3 separate regions of the Sus scrofa genome follow, and all the other regions are linked to region 1. The links are chromatin contacts, called in public Hi-C and HiChIP or PLAC-seq maps. All regions are on one chromosome and are shown on one strand. Each heading gives the region's core, a stretch centred on a gene start, on an enhancer-like site or on the middle of the called end of the contact. The rest is flanking DNA. Distances are from core to core; before and after follow the strand shown. Region 1 has its middle 18 kb from the start of CNOT11. Region 2 overlaps CREG2 (protein CREG2). Region 3 holds the start of RNF149 (E3 ubiquitin-protein ligase RNF149).

Evidence for each region. Hi-C and Micro-C count contacts between places; a contact is called where the count stands out from the background. HiChIP or PLAC-seq counts read pairs in DNA pulled down with a chosen protein or histone mark.
Region 2: a contact with region 1 is called in a Hi-C map of alveolar macrophages, with 2.2 times the contacts expected there. The contact joins two enhancer-like sites. A contact is called at or near these places in 3 of 47 Hi-C or Micro-C datasets (alveolar macrophages, embryonic fibroblasts and subcutaneous adipose tissue) and 1 of 2 datasets of contacts at active chromatin or transcription factors (alveolar macrophages).
Region 3: a contact with region 1 is called in an H3K27ac HiChIP or PLAC-seq map of alveolar macrophages. The contact joins the promoter of RNF149 here to the enhancer-like site in region 1.

What each region holds. Positions count from the first base shown.
Region 1 is chr3:53,097,350-53,102,051 of Sscrofa11.1, forward strand. No RefSeq gene overlaps it. Among named protein-coding and RNA genes, the nearest start is that of CNOT11, 18 kb to the left of the region's middle. Within about 2 kb of position 2,237, at least 1 of the 83 cell types and tissues checked has an H3K27ac peak or open chromatin away from gene starts, as enhancers often do. A contact at or near this core is called in alveolar macrophages, where this site is marked.
Region 2 is chr3:52,977,718-52,982,419 of Sscrofa11.1, forward strand. It overlaps CREG2 (protein CREG2), which reads left to right. Exons shown (of 4, transcript XM_003124874.4): 4 at 1-303. Among named protein-coding and RNA genes, the nearest start is that of RNF149, 52 kb to the right of the region's middle. Within about 2 kb of position 2,529, at least 11 of the 83 cell types and tissues checked have an H3K27ac peak or open chromatin away from gene starts, as enhancers often do. A contact at or near this core is called in alveolar macrophages, where this site is marked.
Region 3 is chr3:53,029,831-53,034,532 of Sscrofa11.1, forward strand. RNF149 (E3 ubiquitin-protein ligase RNF149) reads left to right here and starts at 2,602. Exons shown (of 9, transcript XM_013995949.2): 1 at 2,602-3,384. The coding sequence starts at 2,943.

The DNA.
Region 1 (4,702 bases), core at 987-3,486:
TAATTGTGGCAATTCTTCCCCTCCTCCATTTTTTAGGGCCGCACACCAGGCATATGGAAGTTCCTGGGCTACGGGTCAAATTGGAGCTGCAGCTAGAGCCTCAGCGATGCTGGATACAAGCCAAATCTGTGATCTATGCCACAGCTTGTGGCAATGCCAGATCCTTAACCCACTGAGTGAGGCCAGGGATCAAATCCGCATCCTCACGGATACTATGTTGGGTTCTTAATCCGTAGAGCCACATTGGGAACTCCTGTGTAGATTTTTTTACCAGGGATGACTTGAGAATTATTATGCATTAATTATTTGGAAAATATTGCTCACTGCCATAGTCAAATGTCAACACATGTCATTATACCCTATAAAAAAATCACATTTGTTAATATCACTGATCTCATCAGAAAAGTATTTTAAGTATTGAAATGCTGTGAACCTTACAGAAGCAGACGCAAGTTTTCTAAAACTCTAATTTTCATGAGAATGCTCAAATTTTACCATTGGCAACAAATACTAATCTTTAAATGACAGGCTCACTTTGTTCATTTTCAAGAACATGTTTGCTAAGTACCTGATCTAAACGACCACAGTTTGCTAATCATTCTCCCAAGTAAAAAAGCTGTTGCATGAAAAAAAAAAGTGGCTAATTCAGCTCAAAATTCATATAAAAAAAAAGCTAAAGTGCTTTTCTGGGAGACAACTGTGGATGCAGCATGAGTGCTTTATATATATTTCTTATTTTGTGAGACAGAAGATTTAAAAAGGCACGTGCTCAAGGCATGACAGTGAAGAAAATCAATGATTTTACTGGCTTGTGAAGTCCCCAGGCCAGGGATCAAACCCATGCCACAGCAGTAACCTGAGCCACAGCAGTGATAGCAGTAGATACTTAACCTGCTGGGCCATCAGGGAACTCCATCAAGGACATTCCTTTTTTTTTTTTTAATTATTTTTTTTTTTAGGGCCACACCCACAGTATACGGAAATTCCAGGCTAGGGGTTGAATTGGAGCTACAGCTGCCAGCCTACACCACAGCCTCAGCAACAGGGGATCCGAGCCACATCTTCGACCTACACCGCAGCTCATGGCAACTCTGGATCCTTAACCCACTGAGTGAGGCCAGGGATCGAACCTGCGTCCTCATGGATCCTAGTTGGGCTCATTACCGCTTAGCCACAATGGGAACTTCCATCAAGGACATTCTTAAGTGAAACTGAAACTAACTAACCTTCATTCCTTTTTAACATAGCTGTGAAGAGTACAACTGCTACAACTTCTTCTTTTTTTTTTGTCTCTTTTTTAGGGTTGTACCCGCAGCATATGGAGGTTCCCAGGCTAAGGGTCGAATCGGAGCTATAGCTGCCGGCCTACACCACAGCTACAGCAACTGGGGATCTGAGCCACGTCTGCAACCTACACCACAGCTCACAGTAATGGATCCTCAACCCACTGAGCGAGGCCAGGGATCAAACCCACAACCTCATGGTTCCTGTCGGATTCGTTTCCACTGTGCCACGACAGGAAATCCTGCTACAGCTTCTTAGTGCTGCTGCCCTGATACGCACTAAAGACCAGCAAGTTCACCCAACGTTGCTATTGCACCATCAGTGCAAGTGTCAACACGGTAAAAAAGGCAAATGGCTTACACTTATTATGAAAATAATTTTGACCTCACCTACCTCCTAAAAGGGTCTCAGATAACCCCTGCAAATTTCCATGGACTACACTTTGAGAACTGCCACCTTAGATCAGGGATCAGCAACCTGTTTCTGGAAAGAGCCAGAGAGTAAATATTTTAGGCACTGTGGGCCATACCATAGCTGTCATGACTACTTGGCCTTGCTGAGACAGGCTGGGACCTGGGATCTTTTGCTGCAGTGCTTGTGCCTGGACAAATGTCTTGGCCAGCAATAAAATACACAGAAACTATGATGGACTAAAAATAACTACACAGGTGGGTTGCTGGGGCAATTGTGAACAATAAGATAACAAAGGCCACAAACCAACTGCTGCTTCCGAGGTGCCCAGAGCCAAAACAGGGCACTGCTCATGATCCCTGCACATGGCACCACCAAGGGGTAGGCAGACCACCTAAGCCACCCCTCTGACCAGACCCACCGATCCACCTCCACTTTTGCCCCATTTAAGAAACCAGCTCCATCCCCCTTGGGAAACGAGCAAGGGCACTTGTTACTGGTTTTCACTCCCTCTTACTGCAGCATGAATCCTGATCAAGCCTTGCCTGAATTCCTCTTCTGGCCTATTACCAATTTCCGCTGATTAAAGAGTCCAAGGACCTGAGTTGGTAATACTGCCGCTGTAATGCCAAAGCAGCCAGAGACAACATGTAAATGAAGGGGTGTGGGCTAGGTTCCAATAAAACTTTGCCTTCCAAACCCACAGATATGGCCTGGGTAGCAATTTCCTGACCCCTGCTTTAGACAATCCAAACTGTTTCTGGCTTTTAAACCACATGATAACTGACTAATAAGGTAACATTAGCCAATCAAATCACGACAAAACCAAAGTTACCCCACCACTCCTGCTTCACCCTACCCCTTCCCATACCCTCATAACAAGCTACAACCCCACGGTGGTGCTAGGTTCTGAGCAGGTCCTGATGTCACACTTGCCAGAGTTGCTCTGGCCAAGGTCCCAACAAGAAGCAGATGCGGAGTTCCCGTCGTGGCGCAGTGGTTAACGAATCCGACTAGGAACCATGAGGTTTCAGGTTCGGTCCCTGCCCTTGCTCAGTGGGTTAACGATCCGGCGTTGCCGTGAGCTGTGGTGTAGGTTGCAGATGAGGCTCGGATCCAGCGTTGCTGTGGCTCTGGCGTAGGCCAGTGGCTACAGTTCCAATTCGACCCCTAGCCTGGGAACCTCCATATGCCGCAGGAGCGGCCCAAAGAAATAGCAAAAAGATAAAAAAAAAAAAAAAAGCAGATGCCATGTTCAAATCATGTAACTCTAGGGGTAGGATGCTGGGACTCACAAAGCTTAGCGGCAATAATCTGGTGGAGCTGTTATCACCTTTGAGCCCAAAGAGACAGAGGGAGGAATTGTCAGAAGCTGGAAGGAAAGGGTCATCTAAGAACTCACACCCTTCCTCTGAGCCAGCAAAAGAAACACCCCAAACACCCTAGTTTTCTACCCGCTTGATCTCCTGCTGGAGCTATGCGATGGCGAAACCCAGTGGAAGCCAGGTGCCCAGGGAGATTGTCATATGGTCCACAGGAGACTATACCCGTGTTCCTGCAGTTGAGGGCAGGTCCAGGAATGTGGAGAGTGGCTCTAAATAAGGGGACAGGTGAAAGATGAGTGGCCCAACCATGTCCTGTAATTGCCTATATCATCAACTAGACTGCCCCGATGTGAAGCAGGTACACACCCTTCTGCACTGCTAGGTCTGCAGCTCTTAGCCGGTGCCTGACCCAATGGAGTGTTCAGTAAAGGTCTATTGACAAGAATGCACGAGAGTCCTGATGTTGTGACCAGGAGGCTCTGCAGAGCCAAGAAGCCCTCTCTCCCCCACCAGATACCTGTCAACACACCAGTACCACAACTTCCAGGACCTGACCTGCTGTTGCCACTGGGAGGGTGCTAAGCAGAACAGACTTTCAGCCCTTTCTCGAAACCTAGCACCACCGGTCCAAACACAGAGCTCAGTGCCTAGATGCTGTGATCTGAGACATTTCTGAATCTAAGCACAGAACCCTTCCTCAAGCACAAGATCTTTGCAGGTCTTAAGATCTTGAGTGTCTTAATTTCTTTTCTAGGACCTGGAAGAGTACTCAGTATAGAATAAATAAATATTAAATATTTAAATATTATTTATTTAATATTAAATGTTTAAATATTATTTAATATTTAAATATTAATATTTATTTATTTATTTATTCTATGCTCAATAAATATTTGCTGGGAGTTCCTGTTGTGGCTCAGGGGGTTAAGGATCTGGCGTTGCCGTGAGCTGTGATGTAGGTCACAGATGCAGATCAGATCTGCGTTGCTGTGGCTGTGGTGTAGGCTGACAGCTACAGCTGCGATTGGACCCCTAGCCTGGGAACCTCCACATGCCTCGGGTGTGGCCCTAAAAAAGCAAAAAAAAAAAAACTTGCTGGTTGAAGGAAGGAATAAATGTCTTGTCAGTACAGTGGAAGTTCCCAGGCCAGGGATCAAACACACACCACAATAGTAACCAAAGCCACAACACCAGATCCTTAACCTGCTGAGCCACCAGGGAACTCCTGAGGAGCTTTTTACTTTTGTTGTCGTTGTTGCTTTTGTTGTTACTGTGGCAACACTGGATCCTTAACCCACTGTTCTGGGCTGGGGATGGAGCCTGTACCTATGCAGAGACATTGCCAGATCCTTAATTTGCTGTACCACAGTGGGAACTCCCTGGAGAGCTTTTTAAAAAGTCCTGATGCCCATGCCACACCCGAGATCAATCAATTCATAACCACTGGGGCCCAGTTATCAGTCTTTTTTAGAGCTCTTGGGGTTATTTCTAAACTCTGAGCACTTCTCCCAACAGTTGTGCACGTCATTTCCACTAGATGGCATCAGAAACTGTTCAGATGTCACCAACCAGGCCCTAAAGCCCTGGCCCTTAAATGAACTCATCATTTTGCTTGCTTTTATTTAAAATGAAGCAAAAACAGAAGATTGGCCAGAACTAAGAGTTATGTAGTGATTCCCAAT
Region 2 (4,702 bases), core at 1,279-3,778, 120 kb before region 1:
CTCTCTAGAATAATTGATCGATGCTTATTTGATGGCTCATAACAAGTCAATTGTTAGAAAATTTGAATTGTCGTGAGGTCATGGTTTGTTCTGTGTGCTGCATGTGGGGTGTAAAATCTATTTTCAAAACTAGATAGTCTATTTAACCAAAGACTATTTCATTCCAGATATGATCTCTATGCTTGATTAAATAAATTTATAATATTTATACACAGTCCTCTCATGTACTGTTAGAAGTTGGCATTATTAGATTTCTAAGAAAATAGATGCTATTACAATAAATTGGCAGTTAAATTTCCAAAAGAAAGCAAAGAAGCAGCTGAGTGACTTTCATTGACATGATCTTTTTTTCTCTTTAGGGCCATACCCACGGCCCATGGAAGTTCCTGGGCTAGGAGTCGAATCAGAGCTGCAGCTGCTGGCCTACCCCACAGCTCACGGCAACACCAGATCGTTAACCCACTGAGTGCAGCCACGGATTGAACCTGCCTCCTTATGCATACTAGTTGGGTTCTCAACCTGCTGAGCCACAACGGGAACCCCAACACGGTTTTTTTTTTAAGGGCCCGAGTACAATGCACTTCATTTGCAGCCTGGAAAATGCTGCTGTGTCCACACTTCGGTGTTTCCACTCTTGGAAGCATTTGCCATTCTTAGCATGGTTGTTATTCCTAGAGTTCAGAGCTACCAAAAAACTCCTTTTTGCTGATGAGAAAACATGCCTCGGGGTCCACCTAAGACTGTGGCAAAAGATGGCATGAGAGTGACCAACCCTAAAGTTTCGACAGACCATCCACCAACATTCCGGCTTCTCAGAGATCATCTTGTCTTAGAGACAAGACAGAGAGTGACCCACTGGCTCAGATGAAGGACTGAGGCATCTTTGGATACAGGACTCTCGGTGGTGGCATCAGGAATTCCAGGGCAGGTGTTCCCGTCGTGGGGCAGTGGAAACAAATCCGACTAGGAACCATGAGGTTTCGGGTTCGATCCCTGGCCTCTCTCAGTGGGTTGAGGATCCGGCATTGCCTTGAGCTGTGGTGTAGGTCACAGACACAGCTCAGATCCTGCGTTACTGTGGCTGTGGTGCAGGCCGGCAGCTGTAGCTCCAATTCACCCCCTAGCCTGGGAACCTCCATATGCCACAGTCCCGACCCTAAAAAAACAAAGAAAAAAAATTCCAGGGCAAACCAGGGTGGACTGGCCACCCTACCTCCACTCCTTCCCACGCCCAGGTCTGAACGGCTCATCTCCAGAGCCAGAAGCTGCACTTTGGACATTCAGGCACCCTCACACACACACACCCCACGCCCTCTCTCCTGCTCCAGAGCCCTAAGCAGCTCCTCTGCCATCATCTGTCTCACTTGACCGACACCATGCTGAGATCACAGCAGAGAACATGGCCCATCCCTCAGGAGGCTTATGTTTCCCAAATAATAACTAACCTGGTTTTGAAGCCAGGTTGTCCACTGACGTCTGGGAGATTCTGCTCCATCAAGTCAGCCACTATCCTCAGCACCCCCACTGTTTGCTGTTGGAACCACATGGCAATCCCTGCCCCTGATAAAGTCACCCACCATTTCTGCAGCTGTTTTAAAAACAAAAGAGTAGCTGATATATTGCATTGTGGCAACTAATCCAGGGAGGGAGGGAAGGAAGGATCTGAGGGAGGGGTGGCAGGAGAGGGTAATGCCAGAGAAGCTGGGCATCAGGGGACCCAGTAATGATTGCCTGCAGGGGGCGTTCTTGAGACCTCCAGCTGGAAAGCCGGATCACTGGAAACAAAGTGTGCAGACCAGTGCTCTCCAGAGCACAGCATTGGTGATGGCAAAGACCAGGCTGTGGAGGTGGGCAAGGAGGGTGGGTCACCAGAAGGCAGTGTGTGGGGTGCGTCAGATGCCATGGAGAGTGAGGAGGGGGCAGGAGGACGAGGGGAGGTGGGGGGGCAGCGGGAGGGTCTTGGGGAGTGTCCTGCCATCGTGGCCATCAGCTCTCGCTGAGGTCAACCGAAAGTCATGAGTTTTAAAGGAGCAGAGCTGTTTGGTTTGGCCTTGTTTTACTGGAGGAGTAATGGTGTGTAAAACTCTTAACACAGCCTTTCAAACAGACTGGCGAAGCACAAATCCATTGTTTCTCAGCTTTGTTAATTTGGGAAATTAGTGCCTCATCTGCATCTGTTTCCTCCTGTGTAAAATGGGGGTAATTATAATACAGAGACTAACACACCTCCAGGGCTAAAGAAATGGTAGCAATACGTCTCACTAGTTTCACGTGTATGTTGGTCATGTGCCCATGGGTCGCCTCAGCAAGGCTGTGAGCTACTTGAGGGAGTTGATTTCACACTCGGCAGGTTTGTGGCTCATGGTAGGTGTTCTTTTGATCCTCCTTGGTCTGTGACTCTCCTCTCTAGCCTGTTTGCCCCTCACTGAGGTCTTCCATACTCCTGCCCACTTCCAGATGAGCCACTGACCCTCCCAGAACTTCTGACCAAACTGCCAATCCTGGCAATTCGTCACAGCAACCGCAGCAAAGGACCTTGGCGCCACCTGGTGGCTATGCCTGGGACCTTCACCTTATTCGGACCAGAATAGAGGCGAGAAAGAACCCAGGGTCCAGCCTGGATAGGATGCCAGGCCAGGATGAAAATGCAGCCCGGAGCCACCAGTCGTGGTCAGCGACGTATCCTTGGTCCTCGCACACACACACACTGCGCTCTCTCCTTTGAAAATACAATGTTTTACCGGACATAATGGCAAGACAAACACAAAAATACTTTATATTTTAATAGTGATATTTTAATTATTTTAAAGTATTTATATTTTAGTTATTTATAATTTAATTACAGCAGTTACTGTAATTGAACTCGTCCTATGAGCTAGGTATTTTACATACTTTTTTTGAAAAAAAATCTCATTTAGTTTTTAACGTCCGCTCTGCAAGGAAGAAAAGGCTTCAGTTTTCCACGTGGGACCACAGCAGTCCAGCAGCTCTCAGACCAGCATTCCTGGGATACAGGACCAGGTAGGAAGCCCAGTGGGTGCTAAACCCAGGACCGTCTAAACTCAGCCTCCTCTCCCTCTTCTCAATGCTTGACGGGGTTGGAGGAGAGCTGGGTCAGATCTGTGTAGTTTTCCTTCTCTGTCCTCTGTCCTTGACCCCTGGTGAATGGCCATCCCTGGCGTGGCCTCGGGCTCAGACAGGACCAGCTTCCAGCTGACGCAAGGACTGTAAATCAGTGGAGAATTAACTAAGTGCCCTGTGTTAGCTCTTCACAAACTGTACCTTATTTAGCCCTGGCACCAACCCTGGGAGGTAGGAGAATTCTAATTGCCAAGTGTGATAACCTGACCAGAGTCTCCCAGCTATAAAAAATTAATGAAACTGCAATTAAACTGCAATTAAATGGAATCAGGAGACCAGAAGGGGGCGCTCTCACGCTGTGGGAAGAAAACACCCAAGAGGAAGAAGAAAGGTTCTTCTTTTGTGGCGAAACAACTCAGCCAATGGAATGACTGGGGCTACATGTTTATTATATGCATTTCGACTTCCTCTTCCCAGCTATAAAAGAGTTCTCCTTCGTTGCCAAGCAGGGACTTGCACTTGACTTGCAAGGGTTGCAGACCCCAAAAGGCAATTGTCTCCTGATCCCTAGTAAGTCCTCCCTCCATATCTTTTGCTGGAGAAAATAACGAGGAGCCGCTTTTAGGTTGGCAGTGGCACCCAGACTTCCAGAGGCATGCTCTGGACCACCACCAAACAGGCTTCTTTACGTCTTTCTCAGCATCGAATTTTTGTTTGGATTCAGTAATGTTTCCAAAAAATATATATATAACTCAAATGTGGACTCCAGCCAGGCAGTGGGAGCTTTTGCCACAGTCCCCACCCCCAGACCCACCTTCCTGACCCCCCACTGCCTCTTGGGTCTTTGATACTCACAGCCCTTCCAACACCTCCAGCTGCTAAGTTCCTTCATTTAGCTCCTCCTTTCTTGAAGTATCTGGCTGTTTGATGCCGACTAGCATGACTTTCAACATAACAGAAATGCTTGTGGCAGTGATCGCTTAATTTCTCGTGGAGGAAAAAAGCATTTGTTCTATCCTGACTATGTCTCGCATTTCCCAGGTCATCATATAATATTTTAATAAAACCATGCTCTGGACCTATTGTCCAATCAGGGCCCTCTGCTCACTGCTTACAAAATCAGATTCACAAATGTTAATAGAAAGGCAAGTTGTCTTCACTCAGAATGCAGGCAATCTGGGGAGATGGTAGGCTCAGCGTCCCCAAAAAGCCACCTCTGAGGATTCTGCTTGGCCATGACAGTGAAAGAGGAGGGAAGGGGAAAGGGCACAATTTTTAAAAGGATGACAGAACTATTGTCCCATAAAACTGGTTGGACCCCACTAGGTCCAAGATGGTGGAAGATTCTGCTCCCAGTGGATCCTGAGCCTCATTATTCACTCATTGTAACACATTAGCAGCTGAGGGACATGCCCACAGGTGCCACGACAGTTCTGAGGCCACCCATAAAAGGGTAAAAAGTGAGTGGTAGCCCAATTCCTGGAAACCCCACCCCTCCCTAGAAATAGTTAGAATAATCCTTCCACTCATAGCCCATGAAACTACCCAGCCCATAAAAACACACCACCACATATTTCCAGACCTTCACTTTGTCTCTCTCTCAATAAATCTACTTCTTACC
Region 3 (4,702 bases), core at 1,352-3,851, 67 kb before region 1:
TAAATGTCAGATTACATTCAGGAGACCATCGGAAAAGGGTGCCCCCACTGGATATTCAATGAGATTAAAGAACTGCGGACAATTTTTTTTAATTGTGCTTATGTTTTTACTCTTAAAGGGACATATTAAAATGATTACAAACACAATGATACAATGTCTGGGATTTTCTTCAAAATAGTGCAATGAGGATCAACTATCCTTCAACAAACCTTTAAAAAATGAAGAAAAAAAACAATCCAAGTAGTTCCTACTGTGGTGCAATGGGATCGGCAGAGTCTCTACAGCACCAGGGCACAGGTTCAATCCCCTGGCCTGGTACACTGGGTTAAAGGAGCTGGCTCATCATAGTTTGCAACTCTGGCTGGGATCTGATCCCTTGCCTGGGAACTCCGTAAGCCCTGGAGTAGCCAAAAATGAAAGAAAGAAAAAAAAAATGCAATAAGCCAGTGGAAGTGGCTGAGGGTATACTTGAAAAGCCATGAGTTGATTGTTGTTGAATCAAAGTTCCAAGTGCATAGAGCTTTCTTATACTACTTTCCATCATTTTGACTTTTGGAAACATTTGAAATTTTCCATAATAAGACAATTAAGAGAAACGATGATGTGGAGGAGTGTGAGGTACCAAGCACCGGGCCTAAGATAGAATCAAGGATGTTTCTGTACAAGGGCATATAGCCAATATTTTGTAATAACTGTAAATAGAAAGTAACCTTTCAAAATTGTATAAAAAATAAATGTAAAAATTGTTTTTGGAGTTCCCATTGGGGCTCAGCGGGAATGAACCCAACTAGTATCCATGAGGATTGGGGTTTGATCCCTGACCTTGTTCAATGGGTTAAGGATTCTGAGTTGCTGTAGCTGTGGTGTAGGCTGGCAGCTGCAGCTCGGATTCGACCCCTAAGCCAGGAACTTCCATATGCTGTGGGTAAGGCCCTCAAAAAAATTTTTTTTTTGTTTTTAAAAGGGAAAAGATAATGATACTTGCCTCACCCTACCCCACTCCCCCTGAAAACAAGAGTGTGGTCAGGTAAGTCCTGTCAGCTTTTCTTGTGGATGGCAGGGAAGGGGAACTGAAAAGACTGAGGGGCAACTTCTGTAAGTCTGAAGGCCCTAGGGTTTGAGCCAGTGACCACAGCTTTGGAGGGAGGTGGGGGTTAGGATGAGGGTGGTGACTAGCTGAGGCCTGTAGCTGATAGTGAAAAAATAAAAGCCAAGACTTGGGTGTGAGTCTAAGGGCTCAGCAGCTGCAGGCCTGTTTCTATTAGCCTGTGAGCGTCTCTGAGCAACAAACCTGTAAGTAATCGTGCGTCTTAATGGGTAGAAAAAGAGCTATTTCGCTTATTTAACGAACATGGATTACACACATGATGTCTGCTAGCTAAGGTGGACTCAGAAAAACAGCAAAGACAATCCCGGCCTTGAAGAAACTCAAGTAGTTGAAGACTAAAAACTGTATTTAGAAAGCAGTAGTGCTGGCACCTCATTATGCATAAGCATAACATACACAAGCAACGTGCAAATTAGGAGCACCCAAGTTTGCTTTTAGGAACTGGGGAAGGTTTCACAGAAGAAATAGCTTTGGAGTTAAACCTTGAAATTGAAGTTGGTGTTTGCCAGGACAAGAGCCAGGAGCAGGTTGATTTCAGAAAGTAGGAAATGATTGTGCCAGATGTAGCATGAAACTGCAAAGGCCTCTTCTGGAAACTACAAGTATTTGTTTTGCTACAGCAAATCATGGCTGTCCTTGGCCATTTCCTAGCCTGCCATGACCAGCATAACTGATCTCCCTATTCTAGGCCTGGGACAAGAAGAAGAAGGTCTCAAGCCCTGGGATCCTTTCAGCCTTTGGAAAACTAGTTTCCTAATGGGAAAGGGAGAGGAGATCCAATTTCAAGAAAAACTTATGGGTTGTGGGCTGCATTTTGGAGCAGCATCTTAAAACACTCAGTCCAAGAAAGGCTTAACAACAGAGGACTCATGAGAGCGTGTAAGGCCCAACAAAACGCCTGATGTGAGTGGTAGCAACCTACTTCCTGCGATTACAGGTCCTTGTACAAAAAAGGAAGATGAGTCAGTCAGAAATCAGTGTTCTAAACCTCTTTTCCTGCTAAGACTTCCTTTCCAGAGCAGTTTCATGTGCACTATCACCCGATTTTTATTTCCAAACAACAAATTTTCTTTTTATATTTAATGCTGTACCATTTAAGTGCTCATCTGAACAAGTAGTGCGATGCAATGACTTCAATACTAAAGATTATACATAAAATACTGAAATCGGTAACATAAAGTATCTGGAAAAGACGTGTAGCTTTGGAGTTTCTAAACTAATTTTCAAAGTTTTAGATAAGCAAGGCCTTCGCCATGTGCCTCGCACAGTAAATTCTTCATAAACATCCGTTCGGCGATTTTACACAACAGCGCTCCCACGCCTCCGGCCGGTTAGCAAAGAAGCTTCCCGTTTCTGCGGCGGTCACTTCCCCCGGCTTCGTTCAGCGTGCTACAAGTCCCGTTGCACAAACTCGGCCACTGGCCACGGGGTGACGCGGCTTGGCGCAAACTGTCGCGTCATTCGCTCACACCCGAGCCTTGGTCCGCAGGCTCCCCGGGTTCCGGGACCTCCAAGCGGCAGAAAGGTGGAGACGCTCTCAAGCACTGGAAGATCTCCGCCCGAGCGCACCTCACTGGGGTCTGCAGGGGGGGAGGAACTGGCCCAGGCCCCGCCCCCGCCCCTCCGCCGCTCCGCCAGGTGCGCGTGCGCCGCAGCCCCGCCCTCGCCGCGCCCCTCCCGTCCCTCCTCCAGGTGCGCGTGCGCCGCGGCCCCGCCTGCCGCCCGGACTCTCTTTTCCCGGGCTCGGCCGCCGGCGGCCGCTTCTCTGCTCTCCTCAGAGCCCTTGTACGCGCGCTCCCTCCGGCCCTCCGGGAGTCGCCCGGCGGCAGGGGCCATGGCGTGGCGGCGGCGGCGGCTCCAGGCCCGCGGCGCGTTGGCGCTGCTAGCGCTGGCCCTGTGCTCCCCCGGCGCCCGGGGCCGGGCACTCGAGTGGTTCTCGGCGGTGGTGAGCACCGAATACGTGGACCCGCAGACCAACCGGACCGTGCGGAGCGTCTCGGAAAGCGGCCGCTTCGGCGACAGCTCGCCTAAGGAGGGCGCGCACGGCCTGGTGGGCGTCCCGCGCGCGGAAGACCGCGACCCCGAGGGCTGCGAGCCCTACACGCGCTTCCTCGTGCCCGGCGTTCAAGGGGCCGCGCCTTGGGTCGCGCTGGTGGCGCGCGGGGGCTGCACCTTCAAGGACAAGGTCTTGGCAGCGGCTCGAAGAAACGCCTCGGCGGTGGTCCTGTACAACGAGGAGCACTACGGGAACTTCACTTCGCCCATGTCCCACGCGGGTGAGGTGCCGGGGCGCGGGGACGGAGTGGGTGTCTGCGCCGCGGTCCCGGCCGAAGGCCGGGTCCTCAGACCCTACCCCGAGGGGCAGCAGCAAGGAGGGCTAGAGGCGGGACAGCGATGGGCTCCCACTGTCGGGAACCACGGGGGAAGCTCTAGGTTTACTGGGTGTGACCCCCCCCCACACACCCCGGGTGCTCTTAGGAGGGAGACCAGCCTTCGAACAAGATTAAATCTTCTCCCTGGGTCCTTCAGGTCAAGAGAAGTGTCTTCTGCAGGGCAGTGGGAAGAACGGAAGAAATTAAAACCCACTGGAGGAGGATGGTGGTTCTCACGGATAGAAAGTCTCCTGGTTCCTAATCGTGGGTCCCTTGCCAGGCGGCCTCGCCCCGAGGCAGGTGGAGCAGGAGTAGGAGCATTCCAGGGTCTGGCTTTCTTCGCTTTCCTAAAACATGTCAATATGCTAAACCTGGAGTCAGAAAACCTGGCCTTAAGTTGGGGTACTGTTTTCTCACGTGCTAAATAGAAGGTTGCAGTGCTGGCTCTACTCCCAGTCCGATTCTTTGAGGCTTGAGTTTAGAGGAAAATTTTTAAGTTGCAATCATACTTTTTGCCAGGCGACCCTTCCCACATACACGATTCTCCAGGGCAGCAGGTCACATCTTCTAGAAGTCGTGAGAGTCTAGGAGGCATATTTTGCAAGGGTATCATTCTTAGAACTGAAATCCAAGTAATAATTTGATCATCAGTGAACATGGCAGTATTTCTGTGAGGCCTTGTGAGAGCAAGAGTCATTCTGAACTTAATGTGATTAAAATCTTTCTTTAAAGTTGCTGCTGCTGCAAGTCAGAGCCTTTTTTCTGTGCTTTTATTTTGTTCTGTTTTAGCCTCTTTAATGCAGTTTCAGAATCTGCCCGGTAAAGTGAGGACAGAAAAGTGACTTTAGATTTGGCTGATTTTAGCAGAATGATAGGAACATAAGTCCATTAGGAGGTGAGGAAGTGGGGACTCAAGGTGGTTGGCTGTAAGGGTTCAGGAGGGGTTTGAGAAATGGGCATAAACTGTAGGCCAGGGCGGGGTGGGGGAGCACAGCAGCAAGGCATGTTGAAATTGGATGGAGCAATCTGGTACGGATCTCTGATGGCCAGGAGGTCACCGAAAGAGTCTGGCCTTTGAGAAGGAAGGTGGCTGTGTCCTGGATACTTGGGGGTTGACCTCAGAAAGGAGAGGGGAAATTCCTCAGTTAACAACAGAGAGGAAGTGGGTTTGGAGAGGAAATGGGAACAGATGTCCTCATGGTGGCATTGAGTGAGGCACCAC